Linked DNA regions of Mus musculus: region 1 is linked to region 2. A link is a contact called in public ChIA-PET data. All regions are on one chromosome and are shown on one strand. Each heading gives the region's core, a stretch centred on a gene start, on an enhancer-like site or on the middle of the called end of the contact. The rest is flanking DNA. Distances are from core to core; before and after follow the strand shown. Region 1 holds the start of Srpk2 (serine/arginine-rich protein specific kinase 2). Region 2 overlaps Srpk2 (serine/arginine-rich protein specific kinase 2).

Evidence for each region. ChIA-PET counts read pairs in DNA pulled down with a chosen protein or histone mark.
Region 1: an RNA polymerase II ChIA-PET map of effector CD8 T cells shows a contact between it and region 2, with 79 read pairs. The contact joins the promoter of Srpk2 here to the enhancer-like site in region 2. A contact is called at or near these places in 2 of 39 promoter capture datasets (hematopoietic stem and progenitor cells and maxillary cranial neural crest), 4 of 484 Hi-C or Micro-C datasets (the STO cell line, embryonic stem cells, muscle stem cells and 1 more), 5 of 115 datasets of contacts at active chromatin or transcription factors (the SCID.adh cell line, effector CD8 T cells and embryonic stem cells) and 2 of 9 other capture datasets (adipose tissue and pancreatic islet).

The regions. Positions count from the first base shown.
Region 1 is chr5:23,673,882-23,677,447 of GRCm38.p6, reverse strand. It overlaps Srpk2 (serine/arginine-rich protein specific kinase 2), which reads left to right and starts at 1,481. Exons shown (of 16, transcript NM_001359173.1): 1 at 1,481-1,590; 2 at 1,674-1,728. The coding sequence starts at 1,575.
Region 2 is chr5:23,635,417-23,639,293 of GRCm38.p6, reverse strand. All of the region lies in intron 2 of Srpk2 (serine/arginine-rich protein specific kinase 2), which reads left to right. Among named protein-coding and RNA genes, the nearest start is that of Srpk2, 39 kb to the left of the region's middle. Within about 2 kb of position 1,778, at least 57 of the 459 cell types and tissues checked have an H3K27ac peak or open chromatin away from gene starts, as enhancers often do. A contact at or near this core is called in the SCID.adh cell line and effector CD8 T cells, where this site is marked.

The DNA.
Region 1 (3,566 bases), core at 232-2,731, 38 kb before region 2:
AAAAAAAAAGTCCCAACCCAGGGATTATTCTAAACACACTTAAAAACACATGGGCACTAACAGTAACGGATGACCTTGGGTTGGAAAAAAAATGTCGCCAAACATATTTTATTGGATTTTCTTAGAGTGATAACGTTCTGATTATGTAGAAAAAAAAAATCTTTGCTTTTAGTAGATATGTATTGAAATCTTTTGGGGTGGAGGGTAACAGTCTGCAAACTACTGAATGACTCAGCAAAATACACCATATGCATACACACACACACACACACACACACACACACACACAGAGCAACTGTGGAGAAACGTTTAAAAAAAACCTAGTGAATGTGGGTTAATAGTGCCGATTACTGCATTTTTCTTGTATGTTTCAGATTTTTTGAAAAAAAAAATGGAGAAAGTAAAATCTTTTCAAACTTGGAGCGGCCTTTCCTGTTTGTTGGGACATCTTTAGAGTAAGACTCAGTGATACAGTTGTAACTCAACGATACAATTGTAACCAATGAAGGACTGAGTGTTCAGGACCAGTATCTTTAAGATACTGTAATTGTTCAAAGAGACAAGAGAACACTGAAGTGGTAACTACGTGTCAGTCAGCGTGATTTGCATCTTAGATAGCCTTGGAAGGTAGAAAGAGAAACCAGGTAGCCTGGGAAGGCAGAAAGAGAAACCAGCCAGGCCTGAATAGAAATACAGGCTGGTAGAACTGTTTGACCTATTTAGGGTTTAGTTTCCCCATTATAGGAGGAAGAAAAAAAAAATCACTTTTTGGCATGATTGCTGTTTTAGGCTCTTATCTCATGGTATTTAGAAAATTAGGCTTTCTGTGACAAACTTTCCATTTAAGCTGTGTGCATCTTTCCTTCGTTAAACTCACGCAGCCTAATGGAGTAGGAAAAGAGAGGAAAATCACTTCTCCAAGGTCACACAGACACTCAAGGACCCAGGTTCCTCAGCTCTTGGTCTTGTGCCCTTTCCACGCCCGCCGGAGAGGAGGAAGCGGCGCTCATAGGGATGCAAGGATGTAGAGATGCAAAGGGATAGAGGAGGCCGCCTGAGAGAGGTGGCGAGAGACCCGCCAAGGCGCTGGCCAAGGAAGAGCGCATGGAGAGGCGTGCGGCACGACCAGCCGGGGTGCGGAGCGGTGGCTGGGAGGAAGGGTCGGCGGCTGGGCCTAGTGCCCGGGAACGGGTGGCCTGCGGCGGCCGTAAAAGCAAGGAGGTGGAGGCCGTGGGCGCGGGAGGCCGTGGGCGAGGGGGCCGTGGGCGCGGGGAACCGTGAGCGCGCAACCGCCCTTCAGCACAGGTGGGCCGCCGAGCGAGTGATAAGGGCGCGGCCGGGGTCCGGACCCCCGTGCTCCAGAGCTGCGGAGGGGGGCGCGGAGGGGGCGGGGCTGCGGGGCGGGGCCGCGGGGGCGGGTCTCATTGGCCCCCGCGGGAGAGGCCGCGGCGGCGCAGGCGCGGTTCCCGCCTCCTCGGCCGGCGAGCGAGTGGAGGCTGCATCCCGGTGCGGCTGACTGTCGCGTCGCCGCCGCCTCCGCCGCGGAGCCCCCCGCCTGGCTGCCCCGAGTCGGAATGAGCTCCAGGAAAGGTGAGCGGCGCGAGCGGCCCCCGCCCCGCCTCGCGGCACGCAGGCGGCCAACCCGACCGTTAATGTGTCTTCTCTCTCCCCAGTGCTGGCCATTCAGGCCCGAAAGCGGAGGCCGAAAAGAGAGAAACATCCGAAAAAGTGAGTCCGCGCGGCGCTTGGTCCCGACCCCGCCCCGCCTCGCTGAATGTTGCTTGCGGCCGCGCAGGCAGAGCTTCCCGGTCCCCGGGCCGCGGGCGGTGGGTCTCCCGGGACGCGGCGCCGGCTCTACGTGCCCCGGCGGGGGAGGGGTGGGGGGAGGGGCGCGCGGCCGCGGGTTCCGGAGCCGCGACCTGGCCCGTCAGCCTGCGAGCCGCCCGGGCTCTGCACTCGACCCCGCGCCCCGTGCCCCGTGCCCCGCGTCCCCGATCCTCATCCCGCGCCCCGGATCGGCGTCCCTGATCCGTATCCTGAGCCCCTTATCCACATCCCTGATCCGCACCCCAGTGCCTGTACCGCACGGGTCGGATAGTGGGCACGGGAGGGAGGCGGCGGCGCGGCTGACACCTGGGCTGCGGGAGCCAGTGCGCTGCCGCCTCTGCCACCTCCCGGTCCCGCCTGGGCCAGCCAGCTGAAAACCCGAGCTGCTTGTCAAGTGGTTTGGCTCCGGGCGTTGTTCCTGGCGTGAGTTCAGCTCCGGGACCGGTGCGTTTCGGCGCTCGGGTTTTTCATTCGAAACTTTCTGCTCGGGTCGAGCGTTACTTGCGTGCTGCGGCTGCGCCCAGGTCGCTTGCTGCAGTGGGCTGTGGGTGTGTGCGCGGGCGGGTCCCGCGTGGTGCTCCGGACTGGATCCACCGACTATGATATTTCAAATGTGCCAGCGCCAGCCACCTCCAGCCTGGACCTGCAGCCCAGTTGGGCAGCTGCTGTCGGAGAAGCCTTTCCCCGAGAGCTGGGTTTTCCTAGGCGTCAGAGCGCCGCCGCGTGTTTCTCTTTCCTCTCTCTCTGGGTTTGCTGGACCAGCTATCAACATCTTTGCTCACATTGTTTGCTTCGCTGTTCCTTTTGCGCAAGAAATTTGTGTGGTGTCTTTGGTACTATAGAGAAAGACAGAATTCGCCTTTAATAAAATTACGAAATATTTGTCTATCTTTATTTTGCAAGGGGTGGGATAACCCTCTGCTCTCTTAGGTGGTGGTTATAATTTGTATTGGCCCAGCAGGGATTTCCCACACATTTGGTGACATCTAGGAAAACTGGCAGGATTGTCTTCATTCAAAATTGAATATAACTTGACTGTATGTATAGGATTTCCTAAGATGTGGATATATAAATATGAAAGAAATCTATTTTTAGGAGGCAAAAAGACTTGAAAATTGGAAGGTAAACATTGAAAATTAAAAAAGGTTTTTATTTTTATTATTTTGTGTGTGTGTTTGGGTTTGGATGTGTAAGAGCCTTGACACCTGTGGAAGTCAAGGAACAACTTTCAGCGTTTGATTCTCTGACCATAGCTTCGGAAACTGAACAAGATCAAGCCTGGTTAGTATTCAGATGGGAGACTACCTGGGAATACTGGGTCTGTAGGAAAAAAAAAAAAAAAGAAAAAGAAAGAAAGAAAGAAAGAGAAAAGGATTGATTCTCTGTTATGTGTAGGTCTGTGGGATTGAACTCCAATTGTCAGGCATGGTGATAAGCACTGTTACCCTGAGCCATCTCCCTGGCTCAGATATCAGATATGGGATATTTAAAATGCTGAAACTCAATGTAGGCTTCTGATAGTTTATGCTTTTTAAAAACTAGTTCTATTTCCCCGGGGCAGTGATGGTACATACCTTTAATTCCAACACTGGAGAGGCAGAGGCAGGAGAGTTTCTGTAAGTTTTGAGGCCAGCCTGATCTATAGAGCTAGTTCCAGGACAGCCAGGGCTATACAGAGAAACCCTGTTTCACCCTCCCACCCCTCAAAGTGCTATCGTGGCTCAGTAGTTAAGAGCTTC
Region 2 (3,877 bases), core at 529-3,028:
ATGTGACTGTGTGGACCAGATATGACTGAACTTTGCTCTTCCACATCCAGAGAATTCTTCAGTGCACAGACTCATTATTTACACTGGCAGATATTATAAAATTTCCTTCATTGTGGGATAACCCTTGAGCAAACATGGGCTATACTTATAATTCCAGGAGTTGTTAGGAATGGTTGGAAAGGGGTCTGTATTGACTGCACATTTTCTGTGACCCATCACTGTCTGTTGAGAAACATTTAGGAACTGTCCCTCAAGTTCCTAACAAGTGTCACATGAAATCCAGGTTACACACAGCCTTTTCAAGGCTCGATAGAAAACATTAGCATGATGGGTGGTGTGGTGGACATGTAGCTCTTTTGTCCTGTGGTAGCTGGTCTGAGAGATGGACATGTAGCTCTTTCACCTTGCCCTTGGTGTCCCGGACCTTTGTTCGTTTCTTTGAGACAGGGTACCATGAAACATAGGCTGGCCTCAAACTCCCCATGGTTCAAGATTGGCATTGAACCCCCATCTCCTGCCTCTACCTCTCAAGTGCTAAATTCACAGGAATATAGCATGATTTTTTTGCTTTCTTAAAAATATATTGCTGGGCAATTTAATCCCAGCACTTGGGAGGCAGAGGCCAGCCTGGTCTACAGAGTGAGTTCCAGGACAGCCAGGGCTACACAGAGAAACCCTATCTTGGGGGGAAAAAATTATATATATATATATGTTAGTTAGTTGAAAGAGATGGGAACTTGGGCTTGCATGCCACTATATAGTATTAGACCCTTCTTGAACAAAAACCACTCACCCTCAACCTCTTAAGTTTTTTTCAGGCAGGGTCTCATTAGTCCTAGTCGGCCTTGAACAAGTCTAAGGATAGCCTTGAACTCTTGATCTTCCTGCTTTCACTTCCCATGTGCTGAAATTACAGGCACATGCCTCTTGGGTTCCACTTGCTAGTTTTACGACTGTGTGTGATTCCCACCTTCAACCAGGTGATAAACCCAGGAGAGCAGAGAAACAAAGCCCTCCATGTCCAAGGCCTGAAGTGAGCACTCCTACTGGAGGCACGGAGCAATTCTTTTCGAGACTAGGAAGGTCTTGGTTGAGTGGTCAGGTGAGGAACCTCTGTGGTATCAGAAGCAGCACGTGAAAGAACAAAACACCCTGAGCTCTGGCTCTGGCTCTGTGCTGAGCTGAACTGGGTGTGAAGCCTTGGTCCTTATCCCTTCAGGAAGGGGTTGCTGTCAGAAGGTGACCTAGGGTGGAGGCAATCCTTTTTGTTTGGAGGCCTGCACTGATCCACTGCAGTGGCGTAAAGTTAGCTTGGGGAGATAGGACAACTTCTTCCGGACAGGGTTCCAGCATGTTCTGAGCCAGGCTTCTTGAGAACTTTGTTATTTTGCTTTAGTTTACGTTAAGCAATGAGTACATTGAATTTTGTTTGTTTGTTTGTTTGTTTTTTCATTTTTCTTTTTCTTTTTTTGCTTTTTTGGTTTTCTGAGACAGAAAACCTGTATAGCCCTGGCTGTCCTGGAACTCACTTTGTAGACCAGGCTAGTCTCGAACTCAGAAATCCGCCTGCCTCTGCCTCCGGAGTGCTGTGATTAAAGGTGTGCGCCACCACGCCCGGCTTTTTTCATTTTTCAAAAAGCGTTTAGTTCACTCAGACTTCCTACTAAGAGCCAAGAGCATATGAGATTTTGGGCTGCTAATGGAAAGCCTAGGAGGGTTCCTGCTTCAGTGGTCCTGAACGAACTTGATACGTTGATAGATATCTTGTGGCTGCTTGTGGTTTCCTCTTCTCTCTAAGGTTGTACTTTGTGTCTGGTTTTTGCTCATCTCCCTAGCATTATGAATTCTCCCCCAGTCTTAGCTGTCAACTGCAGAGTTCCTTTTTCTAGTTGAAGTTGCCCTGTATTTTAGTGAGTTGGTTGGTTGTGTGGCTGTTTCCTGTTTCTTTATCCTCTTATTCTTACATCCTAGACCAATGTAGATAATCAGAAAATACGTGTCTAGTGTAAACGGAAATTACCCCCCAGCTCCCCATACCTGTGTTGAAGATTTTATAAGGCAAATTGACCAGTTGGAACTTCATGGTTGTATAGCTGGAATACTGCAGCTATGAAGCCAGAATTTTCCTTTCCTTTCCTTTCCTTTCCTTTCCTTTCCTTTCCTTTCCTTTCCTTTCCTTTCCTTTCCTTTCCTTTCCTATTCTTTTCTTTCTTTGTTAAGATTTATTTATTTTTATGAATACACTGTAGCTGTCTTTAGACACACCAGAAGAGGGCATCAGATCCCATTACAGATGGTTCTGAGCCACCATGTGGTTGCTAGGAATTGAACTCAGGACCTCTGGAAGAACAGTCAGTGCTCTTAACCACTGAGCCATTTCTCCAGGCCAATTTTAGTTTTCTTAAGTGCCTACCTTCAGTAGCTTTCCTCTCAACTATTAGGTATAGCCTTTAGAATACATTACCTTATCAGATCACCTGCATCTATCATCCCCAAAGCTAGTACTGTCTTTAGAGAACATTTCTAGAGCCACAGGAAAATGTTCTCCATTTGGCTGTGATCCACCTGCCTGATGGTCCTTTGGGAAATGCTTTGACGTATTTGTTTTAGTCTCTGACCATAAAGATTCATGCACCCACATCTTCAGTGAAATTTGTTATTCAAGATAACTTACCTAACTTTGTGTTCCCAGTCTGTGCACTCACACTTGGCTCAGACCAAACAGCCTTGTTTCCCTGTTGAAGTGAGAGCTAAGCTTTGAATCGACACCAGTAAATTCAATATCACTTTGGTGCAAGTATTTTAAAAAATAATGATACCTTGTATGTCTTACATAATAGGTAAAAATGAATTTTAAAAGGATTAAACTATCAGAAAAAAAGTTTTTGTGATTTTTAGGTTTAGCAAAGGGTTTTTAGTTATGGTATCATGAAACACACACCAGAATAATAGCAAACCACGGGGAGGGGGGGGGACCCAAGGGTTATGCAGTAACCCTGAAACAGGGACTTAGGTCTTTGCTGATAACTGTTGACTCCTTGGCCGGGCCCACAAGGCAACTAAAAGGCAGGATGAAGGCATGACATATCTGTCTTAATTTTGTTTGTCTATCTCTTCTGTGGGTCAGGTTTTTGCTTGACTCTTTCTCTTCATTTTCAACTTCATGGCCCAAGACACAAGTCCTTCTCCTAAGCTTGTAGTCACTGTGGATTCTGGGACACGCACAGCCTCTCCCCAGGGCACTCAACCAAGAGGGTGAATGGAGCCAGATCAGTCCTCTCAGGTGATAGCAGTGATTAGTATTAATAATTTATAGGCAGTGACCAAGGTGATCACCTAGACCAACATTTGCTTAATTATAAATACTTCTTGTCCTGTGTCTGAACTATCGGAGTAAGCCAAAGATGGGTTTGGTGACTGGACCCTTTTATGCATTTCTTTTCCCTGTGGCCATACTAAAAAAAAATCTCTGTCTTTGTTTGTCACCATTACTCTTTAATTTGTAAATTGGATGTGGCCAACCTTATGTGTTGGGGCTGCTGAGGCTTTTGCTGTAAAATTCTGTTTTCAAAACCAGCACTTGGGAGGCCGAGGGAGGAAGATTGCCCTGAGTTCCATTCTCAACCTTGGCTTCAAAAAAGGAAACGGGGCTAGTTAGTCTCTCGGGCATTGTGGGTCCTGGCAGCTCTGCTGGCGTGGCTGAGAGAGCAGAGCCAGGGCTCTTGCCCCTGCTGTGTCTGTTGGACCTTTGCAGTCTGATCTGATCGGATCTGATCTAAGGATGTGCTGTCTTGCAGCCTTCTGTCATCTGCATACAAAGGACACGGACTTAGTTATGTCACAGTAAGTACCCTTCCTAGACCATCTAGCCAGTGAA